Regions from separate parts of the Mus musculus genome. Here regions 2 and 3 are each linked to region 1. The links are chromatin contacts, called in public HiChIP or PLAC-seq and Micro-C maps. All regions are on one chromosome and are shown on one strand. The core of a region is the stretch at or near the end of the contact, and the rest is flanking DNA. Distances in the headings are between cores, read along the strand shown.

Region 1 (3,277 bases), core at 408-2,907:
CCCTCAGTGCTCTGGGGCGCTCACTAACAAAAACAACATTGTTCACAAGGCAGACAAAAGTTATCAGCAAAGAGGCTGAGGCGAGGTGTCCTTTCTGCATACAGATTCCTAAACCATATGAAGAAGCAACAGACTGATGGCTGCCTCCAACGACCCCCCCCCCCCAAGACATTTCCTCAGACATGGGCTGGTTTTAAGATCATACACCTTGGGACTACCACTGTACCTATTTCCAGCCCCGGCAATAGACCTTCCACACTGCTCTAGGCTTAGAAAATCAAAAAGGATCAGTATCTTCTGCAGTGCCAAGCATTCTCCAAAATCCTAGTCACACACAGTCCAGAGAATGAGGGCTAGGCCTCTCTCTGTCCCTTTCGGGCCTCAATTTTCTCATTCTGTAAAATGGGGTTAAAATACGTTTTGTATTTGCTGTCTTTGTCAGACAAAACCTATATCCTGGCATCTAGTAGGTGCTCCATACACGACATAGACTATGTCCACTATCGAGACTGCTGGGAGGGAGACGGGGGCTTTATACTGGCATTATACCTTGTCTCCCTGTGAAGTCTCTCTACGCTCTGAGGAGACAGCAAAACAAACTTTGAGGACCCCAGAACAATTTAATAGGAAGCAATCTATCAAGGGACCAAGGGTTATCCGCTTTCTCCCCTAGCTCTCTCAGGCTGCCGCCGCCGAGGATCAGGCCGCCAGCCAGACCCATAAAGCACTCGGACCAGTCTCCAGATCGGGGGTGCAGGTAAGGACTGAAAAAGGGAATCGACCTTCCCTGGTCAGTCCCAGGTGGTTTACTCCCTTCGCTGAGCGACAGGACCAGAAACCGATCCTAGAAAGAGCTCCCAGCCCGCCTGCCCCCACCGAGAGGAAGGGATTCTGCGGAAGGGGGCGGGGAGGAGGAGTGGTCGGGTCTCTCCGGCCGGGATTTGCCTGGACTTGAAGACGCTCGCTTTAGCAGAGAACAAACCCAAAGAGCCACGAGAAGGCGTCCCCTCTCATTGGCCAGGAGTCCGAAGGAGCCAGGGAGGGCTCCGCATCCCCCTCCCTCCCAGGGTGGTAGTGGGGAGGGTAAAGAGAGAGAGGGCAGTGGGGAGGGGAAGGGAGAGCGGAGGCTGCAGTTGATGCAACCCTAGCCCTAGCTTACGTGCTCTCAGACCCTAAGCCCGGGGGGAGCGCACCAGACTTAGACCGGGTCTGCCCGAAGCTCGGCGGTGGCTGGAGGAGAGCGGGTTCGCCCGGCTGTTGCTTACCTCTCGGGTCTCGGGGCCGGCCACACCACCCCTGGTGAACGGCAGGTAGCCCTTGATCTCGGAATGGCACTCGGAGTCCGCTACGATCATGGTGTACGCCAGGACCCGGCCGCGGCTCGTCCGCGCCTGGGACACCCGAGGGGTCTAGGTCGGGCGCGCACAGGAGGCCGGGACTAGGGGTCGCCGGGGAAGCTCGAGATCCCCGGGCTGTCTCTCGGGATTAGGAGAACCGGCGCTACGGCGATAGACACTCCTTTCAGCCCAGCTTGGAAAACTGCGGCCGGCCTCGGAGGCCTGAGATTGGCCGCGGCGCAGAGGTTTTCACGGCCCGGAGTGCCTCGGAAGTCCGCAGTGGCCAGCGCTGCTCGGGAAGCCGGCGCTCCTCACCATCCCCACCACGGAACTGCCAGCGCTCGCCCGGCTCTGTCAGCCCGCTGCGGTCCCTGGGGGAGGGCGGGGACACAAAAGTCCCACGGCGCAGCCAATCAGATGCCTGTTTCTCGGGGAGGCGGAGCCGACACCTCCCTCCGGAGCCAACCTTCCGTCCAATCAGCATCGACAAGCGCCTGGGAACTCTGGGAGCTGTAGTTGGCCTCGCACAGATGCTGCAAACTTTTGCATGAAGGCGTTAGTCAGGTCTCTGGCAATACCAGATGAGAGTGACAGCCCAAGGAGTCATTAGGGCTGCGTGATGAAACGGGACTTCACGGGGCTGGGCCAGACAGCCAGGTGTGAAATCCCTTCTGAGTAAGTTCTTCAGCTTTCCAGTTCCTGGAGGGACTGGTTAGGTCTGCAGAGAGTTCTAACCACACACATCCAGTTCTTCTAATTATAGATCAAAACCCACAAATTTGAAGCCAAGAGCCACCACCCTGTCCCCTCAGGCCCTGAGGGATCTGCACCTTCAGAAACACTAAACCAAGGAAATCACCTTATTTGTGGAGTCTCTGGAAAAGCCCTCACTGAAATACCCTTGACAATCTCAAATTTAATCTCAATCCTCATTGCTACAATTTCCCCTCTTCTGTCCTGCCTTGGGTGCCTTCACACCGCCTTCCACCCTCCAGGCACTCATGGAAACTTTGTAACTTAGGTGTTTGGCTTGATCTATTTCTCACTTCTCCCTCTGGCCACTCCTCTCTGACTCCTCTTTTTCCATCCACTCCCTAAACGTGGGTGCTCTCCTAGTTTCTGTTTTTAGCCCTCTTTTTCTCTAGACATTCACTCTCATGACTTCCCTACACTCACCTCTTCCATCCAGATCTCAGCACTTTACCCTTGATTCACCCATTCACTTCTACTCATCTCCTTCGCGGTTTTTCTTCAGGCCTCTCCCGTTTCAAGTTTCTCTTTATTCTGGTTAAGGAGTCCTAGACAGAGCTGGAGCTGATTAATCCTCTCAGTTCCTGCCTGAAATAGTCTTGAGTTTAGGCTTATGATACCAAAGGTGATCTCCTGACTTGGTCTAATGCCTTCTGTAGGGAAGGGAGTTCACCTGCATGCTCCTTAGAGCCCTAAACTCGGGCTGGACCTTTCTCTCTGTGTTTTAATACTTTCCATACTGTAACTTGTGTTGTCATATTCTGTGTATTTGTCTTATCTGAAAGTTTTTATTATAAACTTGTTGAGGGCAGTGTCTACATTTAGACTTTTTTTTTTTCTTTCTACCTTATGCCACCTGGCACAACGTGCTTCTAATAATATACCCTTGGCCACTGAATATCCCTTTGGGTTAATTCTTTTCTAAACAACTCTATATCAGATTCAGCTTTCTCCTTAAAAACATAGACTCAGCCGGGCATGGTGGCACACGCCTTTAGTCCCAGCACTTGGGAGGCAGAGGCAGGTGGATTTCTGAGTTCAAGGCCAACCTGGTCTACAGAGTGAGTTCCAGGACAGCCAGGGCTACACAGAAGCCTGTCTCAAAAAACCAAAAACAAATAAACAAACAAATGCATATACTCTGTGGGATGAGGATAGAGGATAATATTACAGTGTCCACTTAGGACCCC
Region 2 (3,091 bases), core at 491-2,990, 180 kb after region 1:
AAATGCGTTTCATTTACTTGTGTTTAGGAAAGAAGCCAGTAAGAGCCCTGTCATAGCCCTGGGGCAGAACACTGTAGATTTCAGAGACTGAGGAAAGGACACCAGAGGAGGAGGTAGGAGATCCAGTTGACTTTTGACCACTGGGATTATCAACTGGACTGAACACTCTTCTCTGGCCCAAGCTCTTCAGCGGGCTGAGCTTGCGGCAGGAGCAGTGACTGTCCTTGTCTAGACGTGGTTTTCAGCACAGTGCCCTCCAGAACCTGGTTCTGGTCTGCCCTGCGTACTTCCTACTTCATTTTCCCTGAATTCTGTTCTTAGTGGAGGTTTTCTTGCTGGCTTTCCCCTGGAGAACTTTGTGCTGCTCAATTTGGTCCTTCTGGTGGGTGGCTGCAGCAGGAACCGTGTTTCCCTGCTTGTCGTGAGAGAGAAGAGTTCAGAACTGATGCCTGGCAACACTGACTACTACCCTGTCACCTGAGCAAAGCCATGTGCTATTTCCTAATCACTGAAGTTTGAGCTTAGAACCTGATAGATTCTGTTTTTACAAAAATATGTAAAATTTAAAGACATTCTAAGTAGTTATTTGATAGAATACATTTTTACCTGACCAGATGAGATTTTTTAATCTTCTGAGTCTTTGAGGGTTTATTGATAAAGTTTCTAAATAACAAATCATAGTGGTGTTAAAATTTTTTATTACATTTGTGTGTGTGTGTACGAACACCGCAATACACGTGTGAAGGTCAGAGGACAGCTCGAAGTCAGAGCTCTCCTTCCACTATGTGGACCCCAGGCCTCTCTGCCTCAGGTTCTCAGGTTAGCACCAGGCAGCATTACCTGCTAAGCCATCCTGCTGGTCCTCATAGTGCTTTCTGACCCACACTAATAACCCATTATTTGAATATAGCCGTTGTAAGCATTTTAGAGGTGGGGGAGTTAGCTTTATTTCTCAATGTAAGTATGTCCCTCAGCAGAGACATAATTCGGGGCAAATGGCCATAAACAATACCACAACATCGGACTCACCAGAGCTCTACAGACTGTCACGTCACGTGCAGGGGAGTCATTCTTCAGCTTCTAGAAAAGACTAGGATGATTTGACTTAGTGCTGACTTCACTGGTGTGGTGCGTCAGTGTGAGCTGTGATGCATCCGTCTAGGACTTCCCATAGACTCAAATTGAAGCAAATCCTCCAGGGTTTTGTTTGTAATCAAGCCCCACTGTGGTATTGCATGCAAAACAAGTGTTTGCTTTTTTAAAAAGTTGTTAATGGATTTTATGTATATGGTGTTTTGTTTCTTCTATGTCTGTGTATCATATGTATGCCTGGTACCACAGAGGCCAGAAGGAGGGCCTGGAGTTACATGCAGTTTTGAGTCATCATATGGGTGCTAGAACTTGAACCCAGGTTTTCTGGAAGAGCAGCCAGTACTCTTTAACAACTGAGCCATCTCTCCAGCTTCCAGCATTTGCCTCTTTACCCAGTATTCTTTGTCTCCTTGCCAATATGTTCAGTTAAAACGGGTTGTTTTCCATATCTTTAAGCCGTTTACATCTAATTACATTTAATATCTCTTAATCCTCTCAATCCTGTAGCTTCAAGCACAAATGCCAGCCTGATACCCACTTCATCTGCAATTGCCAATATTCCAGCAGCAGCTGTGGCCAGCATCTCAAACCAGGTACTGTGCCCCTTTGTTCATCTTCCTTGAGATGATTCACCCAACTTTCACTTCCTCTCTTCTTTCCATGGTCAGCTTGCCCATCAGGGGAACGACTAGGAATGGTGTAGACTCTTGAGCCCTGTTGCTGGATGCCCTCAGAACTCTGGCTGCTCTCCTGTTTCTCTGTTCCTTGCTAATCCTCCCAGGAGTATGGTTCTGTCTGAGGCATTATCTGTTAACCCCAGCCTTCCCCAATGCTCTCACTAGTGTGTGCACTCCAAAAAGGACCAGGATTTATTTTTCTATTTTTGATCAGTTTTATATTCCCAGAGCCTAACACCTCCCTGGCACTCACTCAGAAGGAACTCAGAACTATTGTGGCATGAGTAAATACTACCTCCACTCACCTGCTTACTATTGTTTGTAGTTTGGTTTGTTTTTCTTTCCATGTTTTTTGAAAGAGGATTTCTTTGTGTAGTCCTGGCAGTCCTGGAACTTGCTTTGTAGACCAGGCTGACTTTGAACTCAGAGAGGTTTTCATGCCTCTGTCTCCCAATTTCTAGGGTTAAAGGTGTACACCACTATCACCATGCCCGCTGTGATTTATTTGATCACTGTTATATGTGTGCTTAAAGATCACTATCAAGTCTTCAGTGTTTTAGAGTTTGTTTTGCTTTTAACACGCTCAGACTTTGTCTACAGCAACTTCTTTGACTGCTGTTGTCTCCATGGGCTGTGATTTCTGGCTACAGTTAATGTCCTCCTTGACTTCCTGTGCCTCACTGTCTCTCTGGTGCTGTGTTTATTCTTTAAGTCCACACGTACCTTGGGGCTCATAGGGGGCTGTTCTGTTTTGGGTGGGAGAGTTTTTTTTTTTTTTTTTTTTTGAAGCAGGACCTCACTCTGTACTCCTGGCTTCCTGGGATACGCCACAGACCAGGCTGCTCTCAACTTACATTCATCCTCCTGCCTGACTCCTGAGCTGAGTTCATGTGCGTTCACAGTGGCCCAGTGTTTCTCTTACGTTCCCAGCTGTATGCCGTGCAGCCCCATATAGGATCTCTCCTTTCACAGCCCTTGTTTTGATCTTCGAAGGATAGTGTCTTTAGTTTTTCACATTATAACTTACTCCTGAAGCAGGTGTCTTAGTCAGGGTTTCTATTCCTGCACAAACATCATGACCAAGATGCAAGTTGGGGAGGAAAGGGTTTATTCGGCTTACACTTCCATGCTGCTGTTTATCACCAAAGGAAGTCAGGACTGGAACTCAAACAGGTCAGGAAGCAGGAGCTGATACAGAGGCCATGGAGGGATGTTCTTTACTGGCTTGCTCAGCCTGCTCTCTTATAGAACCAAGACTACCAGCCCAGAGATGGTCCCACCCACAAGAGGCCTTTCCCCCTTGATCACTAATTGAGAAAATG
Region 3 (3,042 bases), core at 416-2,915, 220 kb after region 1:
TAGTATTCCGCCTGGCCATTCTGCAATACAATTGCCAGCACCAGTGTGAGCTGTGGCGTCGCCTCCAGGAAGCTCTCGAAAAGCTTCAGCATGCTGATGTCCAGGGAGAGAAAGTCTGCGTAGGCCAGGTCACACTCGGATGGCATCTCCTGGTAGCACATGGACAGCCCTTGATGCATTCCGTGCAAACACCTAGGCAGGACACACAGGTGCCCGGAGGGCCAGGTCAACCTTCTGTGACGTCGTCCATCTCCTACAGCTGAGTGCACAGAGGCAGACTTCAATCCTAGCTTGTCACTTAAAAGCTACGGAACCTGGAGCAAGCCACCTAACTAACCTCATGGAACTTGCTTCCTCGTCCGTAAAGTGGGGCAAACTCAACTTCTACTCTTGCTGGTCAGGTACGATCCCAGGCGCATCACAACCCTGTCCTACCTACTCACAAGAGCCCCATTTCAGAGATGGGAGATGGAATTAAGAAGTAAACAGGAGGGGCCTGAGAGAGGGCTTAGCTGTTAATCGCATCCACTGCTCTTGTGGAGGACCAGAGTTTGGCTCCCAGCACCACATGAGGTGCCTCGCCTGTAACTCCAAGGGATCCAACACCTTCTTCTCTTGGGGCCTGCCTGTAATAACTCTCCTTCGCAGTCATCTGAGCTGTACTCAAGATGATACAATTGTTCAGGCAAAATGCAAACATTCAAGAGGTCCCTCCCCGCAAGCTGGAGACTATATACAGCTTTCCCAAGATCTGAGACTTCCACAAGATTCCGGATCCGGCCACCCTAGCCCAGCCTCACCCACACCATGAAGCCCTGCCTTCATCACAAGATTCTGAGCCCTTGATTTCGCTTTCTCCTATCTAACAACCCAAGGGACTAGTCACAGTTTGGGGGCGGGGGAGAGGCGGGGAAGAAAAAGTTCTCAGGCCAGCACTTGCGCCAGGGATTGTCTGTCTCACTGTCCTCACTTTAGACTGACCCTGGGTCCTTCCCAGTTGAGAAAAGCACACACCATCCACATATATTTTCCAAGAACCAGTCTATGTCTACTCCTGGCTGACTCCGGGGACACGGATGAGTCAAGCCGGACCCTCTTCAGTCCTTGACGGGGAAGCAAACGTTCGCAGAAGACAGAAATGAACAAGAAAGGTGAGGGGCATCTCTGACTCCAAGACCCTGATGTTCCCTTCCTCTGTTCCTGGCCCTGTGTTTTCATCTCCGCCCAAGGAAAGAAGACTGAACTGGTTCTGATGGCTGTCAACCCACTTTTTCAAAGGGCCGGGCACTCACCTATACAGGTAGCCGAGCTGCAGCAGGTGCAGCAGAGCCAGGAAAGGACGCGAGAGCTGCGAATGGTGCAGCTCGGTGGGATCAGCTGTCAGCCAGAGCCAGCTGAAGAGCTGCAGCAGCACCGAAGCTTGGCCCAGCAGGACCAGTACCAGCGCGGCCCACAGATAACGGCCAAGGAGCACGTACTGGACAACGGCCCACAGGTCAGCGACCAGATCCAGCAGGAAAGACAAGATACTCACCAGGCCTACGACCACGTCTAAGGCCACATGGTGGTGCACGGACAGAGGCATGATCCTCTCCAAGCAACCACACAACCGCGGACCTGCCCTCCCGCCCCGCTAGTCCGGCAGGAAGGGGGCGGGGCAGTCGTCCGGGAGGCTGGGCTGCTGGGCGGAACTTCCCCATCTCGCCCCGTCCGGGGTGGAGCGAGCCCGCGGCCCCGCCCCTACACTGGCCCCACCGCCCAGACCCCGCCCCCAGCCTGCCCTGTGCAGAGCTAGGCCTCTACTGGTTTGGATTCTGCTTTTTGTTTTGTTTTTCTTTTTTGTTTGTTTTTTGTTTTTGTTTTGCGAGACAGGGTTTCTCTGAATAGCCCTGGCTGTCCTGAAACTCACTCTGTAGACCAGGCTGGCCTCGAACTCAGAAATCCGCCTGCCTCTGCCTCCCAAGTGCTGGGATTCCACCACCCCCGGCTTGAATTCTGCTTTTGAGTCTCAAGGAAACAAGAGTGGCTATTAAGAAAGACTAGAGCCTTAGAGTTACCGGCCGCAGCTGTGATCCCTCACGGTTGCACTGTTGCAAAACCAAATCAAAAAAGTCTTTTATTTAAAAGTACTAAGGGGTTTTGCACACCACGTACGTTCCCAGTTCAGACCTTGAGCAGGGACTACATCGAAAGCACAGAATCTCCAAGGCCCATCTTCCCGTCGGCTCACTTCACTGTGGTGATCAAGTTCATGGTGGTTTGATATGTTTGTATTAAAGCGAATAATGCACCAAGACATGTACCGCAAACAAGTTTTGTGGATAAAACATGAAACTTGGAAGAAATTGTGCTTCTTAGCGCCCTCTCTGGTGAATCCAGGTGTCCCATCCCACTTTACTCTCCGCGGGGGGAGACTGATGGCAAAAGTTCATCTCTCTCCATTGGGTAACGTTGCCCAATTTTACCAGGAGAAAGATGAACCAAGTCAGTGGGTGGGCTGGCAGTGCCTACAGTCATAACACCTCCAGTACGTGCAGGCTTGGCAGCAGAGTCAGTATGAGCAGGAAACCAGGCACCAGCTTGGCACCAAGACCATGCAAGCAGGTAGCATAAGTGTTGAAAGCCACGTGTTGTATAGCACAAACGTGCTCGATGCGGCAGCTGTCCTCACAGGTCAAATGGTTGTAGCTGACCGAGTTATAGACGTAATAACGTTGCAGGATGTGAGGCTCACTGGCAATGCGGGTCAGCGCCGTGTGCATGGAGCTGACGCTGGCATCCGGCACCTGGTAGGCCTCCGTCAGGCGGTACTCCTGCTCCCACCGTGGGGTCTCTTGTACATTCGCCTGCCTCAGGTTCAAGAAGTAAGTCACCAAGTCCTGGATTAGAGGCGCAGGGTATGTCAGCAACGAGCAGTTGATTCGTTCTGCCCACAACCCAACTTCTCCCCAGGCGCTCTAAATCGATCAAACAGCCGCTGTTTGTTACCCTGAGCTTGGTTCCAATGAGGTGACTGCATCTGAACCCCCATTTTCCTGGTGA

Evidence for each region. A called contact is a pair of places that touch in the nucleus more often than the background predicts. HiChIP or PLAC-seq counts read pairs in DNA pulled down with a chosen protein or histone mark.
Region 2: an H3K4me3 HiChIP or PLAC-seq map of bone marrow-derived macrophages shows a contact between it and region 1, with 2.5 times the contacts expected there. The contact joins the enhancer-like site here to the promoter of Sesn2 in region 1. A contact is called at or near these places in 2 of 39 promoter capture datasets (the C10 cell line and the HPC-7 cell line), 1 of 15 datasets of contacts at CTCF or cohesin (CD8 T cells), 1 of 484 Hi-C or Micro-C datasets (bone marrow-derived macrophages), 1 of 115 datasets of contacts at active chromatin or transcription factors (bone marrow-derived macrophages) and 3 of 9 other capture datasets (adipose tissue, liver and pancreatic islet).
Region 3: a Micro-C map of embryonic stem cells shows a contact between it and region 1, with 2.4 times the contacts expected there. The contact joins the promoter of Xkr8 here to the promoter of Sesn2 in region 1. A contact is called at or near these places in 2 of 39 promoter capture datasets (the HPC-7 cell line and neural stem cells), 1 of 484 Hi-C or Micro-C datasets (embryonic stem cells), 8 of 115 datasets of contacts at active chromatin or transcription factors (CD8 T cells, bone marrow-derived macrophages, embryonic stem cells and 3 more) and 2 of 9 other capture datasets (adipose tissue and pancreatic islet).

What each region holds. Positions count from the first base shown.
Region 1 is chr4:132,508,799-132,512,075 of GRCm38.p6, forward strand. It overlaps Sesn2 (sestrin 2), which reads right to left and starts at 1,658. Exons shown (of 10, transcript NM_144907.1): 1 at 1,266-1,658. The coding sequence starts at 1,355.
Region 2 is chr4:132,688,106-132,691,196 of GRCm38.p6, forward strand. Eya3 (EYA transcriptional coactivator and phosphatase 3) reads left to right here. Exons shown (of 17, transcript NM_210071.2): 7 at 1,600-1,685. Among named protein-coding and RNA genes, the nearest start is that of Xkr8, 43 kb to the right of the region's middle. Within about 2 kb of position 1,741, at least 3 of the 459 cell types and tissues checked have an H3K27ac peak or open chromatin away from gene starts, as enhancers often do. A contact at or near this core is called in bone marrow-derived macrophages, where this site is marked.
Region 3 is chr4:132,730,881-132,733,922 of GRCm38.p6, forward strand. Xkr8 (X-linked Kx blood group related 8) reads right to left here and starts at 1,666. Exons shown (of 3, transcript NM_201368.1): 1 at 1,293-1,666; 2 at 1-192. The coding sequence starts at 1,585. It overlaps Smpdl3b (sphingomyelin phosphodiesterase, acid-like 3B), which reads right to left. Exons shown (of 8, transcript NM_133888.2): 8 at 2,086-2,879. The coding sequence ends at 2,514.